3 separate regions of the Zea mays genome follow, and all the other regions are linked to region 3. A link is a contact called in public Hi-C data. All regions are on one chromosome and are shown on one strand. The core of a region is the stretch at or near the end of the contact, and the rest is flanking DNA. Distances in the headings are between cores, read along the strand shown. Region 1 holds the start of LOC100384859. Region 2 holds the start of LOC103645804 (auxin-responsive protein SAUR36). Region 3 holds the start of LOC100276026 (putative plastid-lipid-associated protein 13 chloroplastic).

What was found. A called contact is a pair of places that touch in the nucleus more often than the background predicts.
Region 1: a Hi-C map of ear shows a contact between it and region 3, with 2.5 times the contacts expected there. The contact joins the promoter of LOC100384859 here to the promoter of LOC100276026 in region 3. A contact is called at or near these places in 2 of 25 Hi-C or Micro-C datasets (ear and tassel).
Region 2: a Hi-C map of tassel shows a contact between it and region 3, with 2.1 times the contacts expected there. The contact joins the promoter of LOC103645804 here to the promoter of LOC100276026 in region 3. A contact is called at or near these places in 2 of 25 Hi-C or Micro-C datasets (ear and tassel).

What each region holds. Positions count from the first base shown.
Region 1 is chr2:3,833,424-3,837,330 of Zm-B73-REFERENCE-NAM-5.0, forward strand. It overlaps LOC100384859, which reads left to right and starts at 1,482. Exons shown (of 17, transcript NM_001326400.1): 1 at 1,482-1,604; 2 at 1,698-1,856; 3 at 2,243-2,370; 4 at 3,516-3,633. The coding sequence starts at 2,254.
Region 2 is chr2:3,849,913-3,853,737 of Zm-B73-REFERENCE-NAM-5.0, forward strand. LOC103645804 (auxin-responsive protein SAUR36) reads left to right here and starts at 2,494. Exons shown (of 1, transcript XM_008670524.2): 1 at 2,494-3,561. The coding sequence starts at 2,622. The coding sequence ends at 3,179. LOC100384859 reads left to right here. Exons shown (of 17, transcript NM_001326400.1): 17 at 53-441. The coding sequence ends at 65.
Region 3 is chr2:3,357,834-3,361,439 of Zm-B73-REFERENCE-NAM-5.0, forward strand. LOC100276026 (putative plastid-lipid-associated protein 13 chloroplastic) reads right to left here and starts at 1,424. Exons shown (of 7, transcript NM_001149916.2): 1 at 1,128-1,424; 2 at 679-800; 3 at 149-232; 4 at 1-61. The coding sequence starts at 1,343. It overlaps LOC100192020, which reads right to left. Exons shown (of 3, transcript NM_001137444.2): 3 at 2,040-3,066. The coding sequence ends at 2,286.

The DNA of each region.
Region 1 (3,907 bases), core at 232-2,731, 480 kb after region 3:
GATTATAACCATTTCATGAATGGAATGTTAGCTTAATCTTATACAACCGAATTCTCAATTTAGATATGTTGATGTTAAATAGAATGTCGTACTGAAACAATTTCTTACTTTACACCATATCACATATACTATATCTAAAGCATTAAAGGTAGTTTTATTTGACATCTTAGACAAATATAATTTATATATGTTTAGGATACAGGGATATGGTACGATGAAGCTTTAAATATCAAAGGTGAATTTATTGGGCTATAGAAAAAAGTTTTTACGTGAGAATCCAAATACTTCCTGTCGACTGCTTTGCCTATTGGTTGCCGTCAGTGATTGTTTCTATTTCTATTTATTGCTTGACTATGAATGATTACTTTGATTAGGAGTTGATGACATCGGCAGAGCCGTGGGATGAGGTGCCCAGGAGGATACCGACGATGTCTTGCTACCGTGGGTGACACATTTGCAGTGGTCAACGATGTGCCGAAGCTAGAGCAAAATTAAGGGACATATTTACCATGTGGATTCATAAAAATATTATAGACATGCATATATATTAAAAATTTTAATTTTAGTTTCTAGAGGTTACATTTGTAACCATAAAATCAACATAGATTTCCCCTAGACGATGCTGAATAACACCAAGGAGTGCATCACTATTCATTCTAGGTATGCGACGACAATTGCGCCACCTTCACCGCGTCCATCTCACCGAAACTCTAGCAGCGACTACAGATATGCGACAAACGTTGTCACTCCTCGAGATGATATGACTGGGGATGAGAGGGATGGTGTGGCGGGCACCGCTTGTGCTTTGCTTTCATCTTCCTTCTATTTCTTTCTTTCTTGCGGATCACTTTTGAATAAGAAATTGCGGGGAGGGATGGAGGCGTAAGGGCACGCATAACTCTCAGCCTTTGGATCGACTATCCAAATACAAGAGACAACTAAGAAACGGCATTATATCCCTAGATCATAAATACAACCAAAACACTATCTATAAAAAAGTTATATAAAGATGGACTCTTCGTGAAGAACTCGTCTCTTATTTTTTTCCATTAGCCTCTAAAAACTTCTCAAGATACATCTTGTTTAACTAGTCAGTTGCCCATGCTTTGTTACAACTGTTATCTATCACACAAATAGTTATTAAAATATTTATTCAAATATAATTATTGTTTATTTATAATTACTAAGATACATGTGGTTTGATGGTTGACCCCAAATTTTTGGAGAGGAAGGAGTGGATTCAAGTGCTCGTTCTGTACTATTTTTTATGCAGTGGTTGCACGAGCAGGGTCGGATGTTAGACAGGCCTGGTGCATAGAGCGGGTCTAGAGTGTACACACGGAAGATAAGTCATATAGCAGTATAGAATTCTAACAGAGTAGTATATTCCGGCCTTCTACTGTGACCGCTGCCCGATTGGAAACGGACGACCGCGTCCTTCTGGGCGGATCCGAATTGGGCCGGCCCATCAGAGTATCAGACGATCACCTCCCCCACCATTCCTCTTTCCTGCCCTCGTCCGTTTCCGCATCGGTGTATCTTCGCCCCCGGCGAAGGCGCTATCCTCCCGACCACCCGGCGGTGCCGGTACGCCGGTAAGGCAGGTGAGGAATCCGTAGGTATTTCGTTCTTATTTCACTCTCGCCCGCTGGCCCGCTCCTTATACCCAACCCTAGCCTCACTCGATTCATCCCCAGGTTGCCAGACCCCGCGACCCCGATCCCGATCGGTCGCTGGCGAGGCGGCGTGACCTACCCCGGCTCATCCTCTCAAGCCAGACGGTCTGGCTGCTGTGCATCCCCGTTTTGGCGGCTACCTTACCTCTGGCAAGGCAATCCCCCCTCACCCCTGGCAAGGTAGTTCCCCCTCCGACCCTCAATTCTTTTTGGATCTTCTCGGCACAGTAGGTCCTCGGTACTCCATAGTGACTCGTGAGTTCGATATTACACTACATAGGTGACTCAATAGTCAATAGGTGACTCGTGAGTCCCAGACTACAGATGACCATATCAAGTAGAGATTCAATTGTTCCATGTTGTATTACTTTAGTGAGTACAGTTTAGTTGTGCATCAGCCAACAATTGAGTAATGAGTTTTGTCTTGATTCTCGATGTCGGCAATGACATATTTGCGATATCGTATCGGTTTTTGGTTTTGGATTCTGAACTTATTTATTTGGTAAAAACTAAAAAACAGATCATATGAACTGACAGTTGCTGTTTGTAACTCTAAATTTCTTTAGCACGGGAGAACATGGAGAGTGCTTCAGATGTACAAATGCAACATCGTGCTGAAGATTCCGAGACTACAATTGAGATCAAAATCAAGACATTGGATTCCCAGACATACAATTTGCGTGTGAATAAATGTGTAAGTTGATAATGAACATGTGACATGTATCTCATAAGCTGGCTATTTGTATATTTACTCTACATAATTACACGCGTGTTATTTGCGCTATTACTTGTGGTCTTTGGTTGAGAAGCTTAGGGATTTTCATGAAAGATTTGTCAGAAATATTGCGCTTTATGAATTACTCCCTGCATCCCAAAATAATCGTTCGCCTAGGTTTTGAGGGGAAACAGATGGCAAATGCTGCTGCTGCCCCCTATATATTCTGTGAAAAGACTGACATGCTCCACTTCACGTTACAAGGGATAAGCCTCCATTGGTTTTCTTTACCTGTTTTAAGTTGATCTTTTATTTCTTTGGTTCATTCCACAAAGTTCTGGCTACTTCTAGCTAGCGCCGTACATAGGAACTGAGCCTCTTTGTGCAACAAAATTCAAATCACTAACGTGCAAATAATATGAGATCGAGGGAGTATAAATAATGAATGACTAGTTTGCTCAAATTTCCCTAGTCGCTTTTATAATATTCATCGTACCCAATGTTTAATCATTTTTGTGATGTAACTTGTTGATCTGAGGCATTTGGAGCAGCACTTAATTCCATTCTGTAAATTTCAGAAATATTTAAATGTGCATGTAAGTTTCTTATATTTTCTACTCATTGGGATATGGTTGGATGTTCCTAAAATTGTGTTAAATTAGCACAAAACAATATTGATTAACTTCTAATCACTGTTTCTTCTTATAAATCAAAAACTGTTTGAAAGTTCAATTGTTATGTTGTAGCAAATTGCTGTGTAAGTAGCTAGCTTGTGGTTGTTGGAACTTGGTAGCAAATAGCTCTGATAGTTTTGTCTGGGGACTTGGATATTTTTGTGCACATGGCCTTATGTGAGGCTGCACGCTAGGATAACTACGCAGTAGAGCTAACCCTTAACCTTGGCTAAGATCACAAGAAATGAAAAACCAAAATAGTTTCTTGGTGATTATGGGTTATAACATGTTAACTTATGCACTGTTCTTCCAGGATTTACTGTTTTGCTGGTGAATAGTAACATATATTTGTATCTGCAGCTTTGAAACTATAGGGTACATGAAATATTTGACATGCCATTTTTTGTTTGTCAAGGGAAACCACATGTTACTCTACTGTCCCATTTGCAGGTGCCAGTTCCTCTGTTGAAAGAGAAAATTGCTACTGTAACTGGAATATTGTCTGAACAGCAACGCTTGATTTGTCGTGGGAGAGTCTTGAAGGATGATGAACTCTTGTCTGCTTATCGTATCCTTACCTACTTAGTGGTTCCTTCTATTCTTTTTTTTTCTGTTTGTGTTGTGAGATTTTTTTACTCCACCTACAGATTGCTCTATGTATTTCATCGGTCGATTACATCAACCACAGTAAATACTAAATAATGCCATATTTCTGAAAATTGCCTAATTATCCAGTGTTGGGGCTTAATAGTTAACTAGTTAGGGGCCCTTTGCAATTGCAACGACATACAAAATATTCGACAAATTATTAGTGCACAACGATTACATTAAAAAATGGATTG
Region 2 (3,825 bases), core at 1,244-3,743, 490 kb after region 3:
TGCCAACTTATATTTGTGGACAAAGAATTTACCTCTGTTTTTTCTCGTGCAGAACTAGTGACTGATTGGAATCTACTTGTGAGCTGAGAATCTTGCCAGTTCTTGATTTACCCCAGCGGATGATCAAAATAAGGACTTGAGACAAATGGTGGCAGTATTGAGACAAAAATGGATTAGCTGTGGTATATACTTGGCACTGAGGGCACTAGACGAGGCACCTATGCCTTTTTTTTTTGAGGGGGCGCATCTTATAAGCTGTTATTTTTTTAGTGCAACGAGCATACATGCTGCTGGCATCCAATCCCCAATATGTACAAGTTTTAATTCAGGTTGTGATCATTTACGCAACGAATCAAAGCCTCCGCTCTGGTCATTGCCGTAGCATACGGAGGACTGACGCAATCAATCATATTGTTACGAGAATGTATAGCTTAAGATTGTATGTTTTTTTTTACCATCGCTTAAGACAATCAGAGCATATAGTTCATGCTTATTATAGTATGATCCAAATAGGACTAGTAGTATTGTTCATGCTTATCATTAGCATTGCTTAAGAGCTTGTTTGGGAGTAAGAGAATTAAAAAGACTAAAATCCTTAACTATTCATTAGTCTCCTCAATCCCCTTGCTTGAGCTTTTGGGAGCAAGATGATTGGAGGGGAAGGAGGATTTTGGCCCATCAATTTCCATCCGCGCGAGAACTAGGGCATTGTGAAGCTCTACCAAACAATTAAAAAACAGCTCCTATTCTTCAAGAGCTAAAGCCGATTTTTTGTTAGGAGGCAGAGCATAAAAAATGTGGCTTCCACTCCAAACAAATTATAAAACGGCTTGGGCTCGGAACTGTTTTTAGGAGCCGGAGCCGTGAGGGTTTTATACGACCAGACCGATGGATACGAAGCCCGTGCTGCATGGCTGGACCAGCACATCGGGTCCAGGCGGCTGGCGTGTGTAGGAACCGCGTGCTTTGCTGCTGCCTGGATGGATTTGAGACTTGGGAGTGCTTTTGGCTGAACGAACCGAGGCGATCCCCAGTTGGGACAGGGCAGGCTGGCAGAGGTCAAGGGATCTTGGCTGCACCAAGCTTATTGCTACTAATGGAAAAAAGAAGAAGATTTGACAGCCAAGTCACCAGACAAGGGAGATCTGTGGGCAGCTAAGGCGCCTATATTTGACTCCATTGATGCAGGCACATCGTGTTCCCCTACTCCATCGATGCTAGATGCCGGAATCATCCCAAACCTAACTTTCTACCTAGCCCATCTGTTTAGTTCGCATCAACAAGGATTAAAAATCAGTAGCCAACCTTCTTGGCCTCATAACTGTCAGATGACGAGCAGGAAAAAAAATTTGAAAACAGTGGTGGCAAGCAGCAACAATGGTTGATTATATTCTACCCATAAGTCTTTTATTGGTTAAAAACTTTTCATCCAATGGATAAACGAGTATTAGAACATTCCGTTGTCACTCATACCTATTAACCCGTGGGTATAAAATACCTAGTACAAACTTGGCCCGAAAACATAAACCTGGGCTGCAATCATCCATCTTCTTTTGACTATTTAACAACCTTTTGAGCAATAATGTCATTGGAGGCTTAACAACTATTCGACGACCATGTAATGGAACATGTATTATGTTATGTGGTACTATCCTAGTGTTGCTGTTTTATCCAATTATCTGTGGTTATATTGAATGATTGATTCAATTATGCTAGGATTTTTATAATGGAATTTATTTCTCTCTCTCGTGAGTATAGGTATGAGATAGTAATACTCGATGTCAGTGGGTATATTAAACCATTGACATGTCTAGCCTCGACCAGCTAGCTGTATGGATGTAAATGAGTCATCCACGACTATCTATCTATGTCAGCAGACCTGGAAGCAGAAGCAGGGCGTTGCACTCTCAAGTCTCGTCAGGGAAACCCCTGGATGGAAAGCTTATTGAGGTATTACAGATTCCTACATGAACAAAACCAGAAAGGCTGGAATTAAGGTATATATAGGTGCGTATAGCTAATCAATGAGAATACAGGCATAGGATATGCCCATATGCAAAGGATAAAGAGGTTAGGAGGGATCACCCTGTAACCTTCCATCCTTTTAATAACATCAGTAGGCACCAGCTCCTTGGTGCACTTTTGAAGGCTCTGAAAAAGAACGAAACGCCGTCGCCCGTCCAGCAGGCAGCAGGGCAGGCAGTGCTGGCCTGGCCCTGGGAACAGAACAGCGACCATTCGAAGCCCGTGGTGCAGTGCATGCCTGGACCTGCAAATCTGGCATGGCGCCTAGCGGATTTGTGACTGTCAAGCGATCGAGCCACCCAACAAATAATTAATTATAATGCGCCTGTCTGCCGAATTCCAACCAGGATTGATTAATTAGGAATTCCTAGCTATGGCACCGCACGAGATATAAATAAAAGCCCTCAAAAAAATTCTCAGAGCTGTCGCTATATATCTCAAAGTAACCTTATTAAACTTTTACCCGTCGCTTCAGCGAGGTATACAGTCATCAAACATACGTCACCATATATAGCCCTTGTTCACGTTCGATATATATAGCCCGGCCTTGTTCATGGCCGACGCTCACCACGACCTGTCTCTCTCTCTCTATATATATGTATATGTCCACCACAAGGTCCACAGCCTCGACTGCGCAACTGCGAGCCTCCACAGCAAAGAGAAGCAAAACCACCCAACAACCCGGCCGCTCGAGCAGCTCCAGCTCCAAGCCTCCAAGCATCATGTGCAGGGTGGCGTTGACGATCCCGTCGCTCGTCTGGCTACGGCGCGCGCTGCGGCGGTGGCGGTCCCGCGCCGCGGAGGCGGCATCGTCCTCCTCTGACGCCGCGGTGCCGGCGGGGCACGTCGCCGTGTCCGTGCAAGGCACGGCGGCGGCGCCGAGGCGGTTCGTGGTGCGGCTGGCGCACCTCAGCCACCCGGCGTTCCTGGAGCTGCTGCGGCAGGCGGAGGAGGAGTACGGCTTCCCGGCCGCCCCGGGCCCCGTGGCGCTCCCCTGCGACGAGGACCGCTTCCTCGACGTCCTCCGCCGCGTCACCTCCTCGGCCTCGTTTTCCTCCCATTCCTGTGGTCCGGTGGTGGCCGACCGGCGCGCGCGCGGCGACGCGCGGCCGCTGCTGCGCGGCATGGCCGTCGAGAGGAACCTCGTCTGGTGACCGCGACGCGTGCGAGCGAGACAAGCCGGCAGCGGGAAAATTGAACGACTCGCATGGTGGGCATGCAGTTCGTGCCCCTCATACGATCGAGTGGGGGGGGGTGGCGGGCGTCCTCCTCCCGTGCCCTACGTGAAGACGAAGGCCGCGAGCGTCGAGCGAGGCTGCGAGGGCAACAACTGCAACCGGGGAAGCTAGCCACGGGGCAGCTAGTCTTGTAGACTGTGCTTGGAGGGAAAAAAAATTTGGTCCAAGATAAAGAGAGCGTACGTGAGGATTATATTCTTTGATTTTGGTGGTGTTTTCTTCATCTCTGTAATAACCCAACAATTAATCCATCGTGCAAAGTAATAAACAGGTCATTGTTGTCTTCCTCCGAATGAAATATATAATTGGCAATGAACCGGTATTTGTCGTGGTTTATATATACTATATCCGTTTCGTTTTAGTTGTCACTTGATAGTACAAAATTAAACTATCCAGCAATAACTAAAAAAACGGAGGGAGTACATACATACATGCCAATGACCTTGTGTAAGAAGGCTGTGACATGTAGGTTACATATATATCCTCCTCCACTTACAGTGGCTAACGCAATAGGGAAGTTGGAATTCGATCCTCCAGCCTGATGATGTGCACGTACACATCG
Region 3 (3,606 bases), core at 174-2,673:
GTATCCATCCTTGATCAGCACATCAAGTCCCATAAAGTGTGCAACAGCCGTAGGTGACCTCCTTCAAATTAGAACACATTTGCTATCAGGAGAAGCTTGACTTAAACTGAATTCAAGTCAAATGAAGCAAGCAGCGACAGGGACATACTCAAACAAAAGACGGGCTGCAAATGCTCCAGGACTACTATCACCAAACCATTCAAAGTTCCATCGACCCTCCAGAAACGGCGATCTGCAAAGTAAATAGATGTTGCGGAATTTTTCAAGTTAATGTAATATGCTTACACATAAAAGCTTTTTTGGTTAGAATCAAAGGTGTTCATCTTATCTCAGTGCTTAAGGTCATGTTTGAATGCACTAGAACTAATAGTTGGCTGCTAAAATTAGCTAAAGACACTCAAACAACCCAACTAATAGTTTAGCTTTAGCCTATTAGGTACTTTTAGTTGAAAACATCCAAACACCTACAGCTAATAGTCCAGCTAACTGTTAGCTACACCCTCGACTACCTAAATTTAGCTAATAGTTAGCCAGCTCTTTGTTAGTTAGCTAATTTTACTAGCAAATTTTTAGCCGCCTAATTGTCAGCTCAAGTGCATTCAAGCGGGTCCTAAATCTTAAAAAGTATCTCAATTAAGCTACAGCACATATTATGTCTTTGTTTTGGGTAGCACTTACGTTGTGGGGCGCGGTGTGGGATTCAGGCGTTCAAGTCCAACGATTCGCTCATTGACATCGATCCTCTGCATCTCAGTGGTCTTCCCGCTGACTAAGGCCTCGAAACCCCCAGCATCTTTAAACTGAAATTGGTGATAAAAAAAAAGTCGCATGCGTTAGTCGAGAAATACCTCGAAAGTTCGGTATCAACAAGCTGATTCAAACTGTCATTTCACAACTAAGACACAAAATCATGGAAAGCCATCGTTTCCCAATTGCTGAGGTTGTGGATAAAAAATTATTGTAGTGAAATTTGGATGAAAAATGCAGGTTTAGAACTTGGCACTAGCTCCTCCTTTTTGGTAGGCTGGAGGAACAGGAGCCTCCCGCAGGCACCATCACAGGAAGGTCAGCAACTAGTACTAGGCGAGAGAGCGAGAAGAGGGAGCAGAGGAAGAGGAAGAGCTCACGGCGAGGAGCAATGACTCCTTGGCGGAGAGGCGCTCCATCTCGCGGGCGTAGCTGGCGGCGGCGCCCCCCTGGAAGGTCTGGGCCGTGGCTCTGCAGCGCCCCGCGGAGCAGCGGGTTCGGCGAGGCGAGAGGGCCACCCGGCCGTCGCGGCGGCCGCGGAAGGGGACAGGGAGGAGAGCTGGAGAGGCCGGTGCCAGCGCCACGACGGCCGCCATTGCCTGACTCGCTGGCTGCTGGGTTACAGATTTCTCTTTCGTGCTACAGTCTACAGCCACGGCTGCTGCCTTTGGCGACGTGGAAATCGCCCAGAATAGCCGGGAAAACTTGATATTTTCGATTTTTTTCCACCTCAAATGTGTTTCAACTAGGGCGGCTCGCCCATCTCCGCCCATCTCGCGAGTTTCAAAAAACGGTTCGTCTCGGCTTGTGGCTCGCTCGACGGCCGAGCCAACGAGCCTAGCCGACTCGCCGAGCCAATGAACCTAGACATAAGAAACTAGGCATAAACGTAAATATGATCTCCAAATTATAATATAAAATTTTAAAAATATTTTAAATTAATAAAATAGATATATTACTAATATAATATATAAAATAAATTATTTTTTACAGTAATCTCAAATAATATAAATTAATTGTCTACTCGTACTAATATTATATGCTAATTAAGATTTTATCTAACAAATTATTGTTAGATCGAGCCACGGTGCAGCTCGTGTGAGCTGCACCGAGTCGAGCCGAGCTAGCTCGCTCTTTTCACGAGCCACAAAAACATACTCAGTCGGACTCGTTCTGAGCGTCGAGCCGGTCCGAACCGAGCTGCGAACCCGAGCCAGCTCGTCGAGCTCGAGCTTTTTTTTTTAGCCCTAGTTTTGACGAGTCACACAGCAACACTAGGACAGTCAAACAGGTTTGTCACACAGGTTTGTCATGGGCTAGCAGCCTGCTAGCTTACCGACCAACAAAATGCAAGCTGCACGACAGTTTAACGTTTTCTCGAACTTATATGTTAAAAAAAGAAAGCTGAAATCTAGAGTTTAATCCATTGACGTCGCAACACAACACAACAGTCCAACCGCCTAGCGCTGCAAGGCGAAAATTCACAGTAGCAAAAGGAGGGAGCACATGGCATCTCATTGCCTAGAGCACCTCGACTCTCATGCAGCACCTCTCCGCTGCTCCGTCTCGCCATGGGCGAAGTGGCACCGGTCACCAAAAGTACAGGCACCCTTCAAGAAGTTCTCGCACAGCTTCGTCTTGTAGTTGCTGCTCTTGCCCCCTGGACCACCGCCTCGGCCTCCTCCTGCTGGTGCCGCGGCAGCAGATGGATTTTTCGCTGGCATGCTTGCGCTGATGGTTGCGATGAGATCACGCACCAAGTCGCTGGCTTGCTTGATCTGGTCAAAATTGCCTTCCAGCTCGATGTTCTTTAGGTTGGGGTTAGACTCGTGGTCGCGGATGGAGAGCTTGACGCCTGTAATTCTACTTATCTGCTTAGTGTTGACCCCACCCTTGCCGATTATGCCACCGGCCAGAGAGGCGTCCACACTGATCTTGGCAGTCGCCGAGGCACCAAAGTTTCCTGCTGGAGGGCCCATGGCAGCTGGTTGCATAGGTTCAGCTCGTCCATATCGACCACCCATAGGAGGTCCTTCTTGAGACATGTAGGCTGGCTTCGCAAGCTCTCTTTCGCTATGAGCGAAATGGCACTTATCACCGAACTTGCAGCCTTCTGTAGTGTTGTACTTGGTGCACATGCGTGTCTTGACCGTAGAAGCTGGATGAGAGGCACCGGTAAGAGCGGCATGATCCACATGAGTTCTTGATGGCGCAGATACAGCAGAGCTACTTAGATTCAGCATTTTTGCAACTGCCGGGTAACCACCAGGGACAAAGTGCAGAAAATGACATCCCTCGCCAAACGGGCACCCAATCGTACTACAACATTCAACACAAAAACCATATTATTTATGAAGGCCATCTAATGATTTTAAGTATGCAGCAATGATCTTTCAATATATGAGATAAAATAAAATACACAAACATCTAAATCGTATATTCAGGCATATTAGAGTAAAATATAAACAAAGCATAATACCATATAATAAAATGAAATTTGAATCTACTCTTACAAATACTTCGAACACTGAAAAAGAATTTCCATTTAATCCAAACACCACCTTGTAACCTGTCTATACTAAATGCACCAAAGCAAGAGTGGATTGAACGTTGATATGTTACATATGTATCGTACTCATCTAACATCTTAAGTAACCAGAGGGGAAAAAGCAAGTTGATCTACTGAGATATATTGAAACAGAGAAGCTTATATATCACGATTTAGTGTTATTATTCAAGTATTCCATATACCTTTGGCATATAAAATGAAACTTCCAGATAATTGATTTGCTGTAAGAAGAGTGGAAAAAAAGATACAGGTTACCATTCTGATGTTATTTCAGGTAGGTTAAGATTATA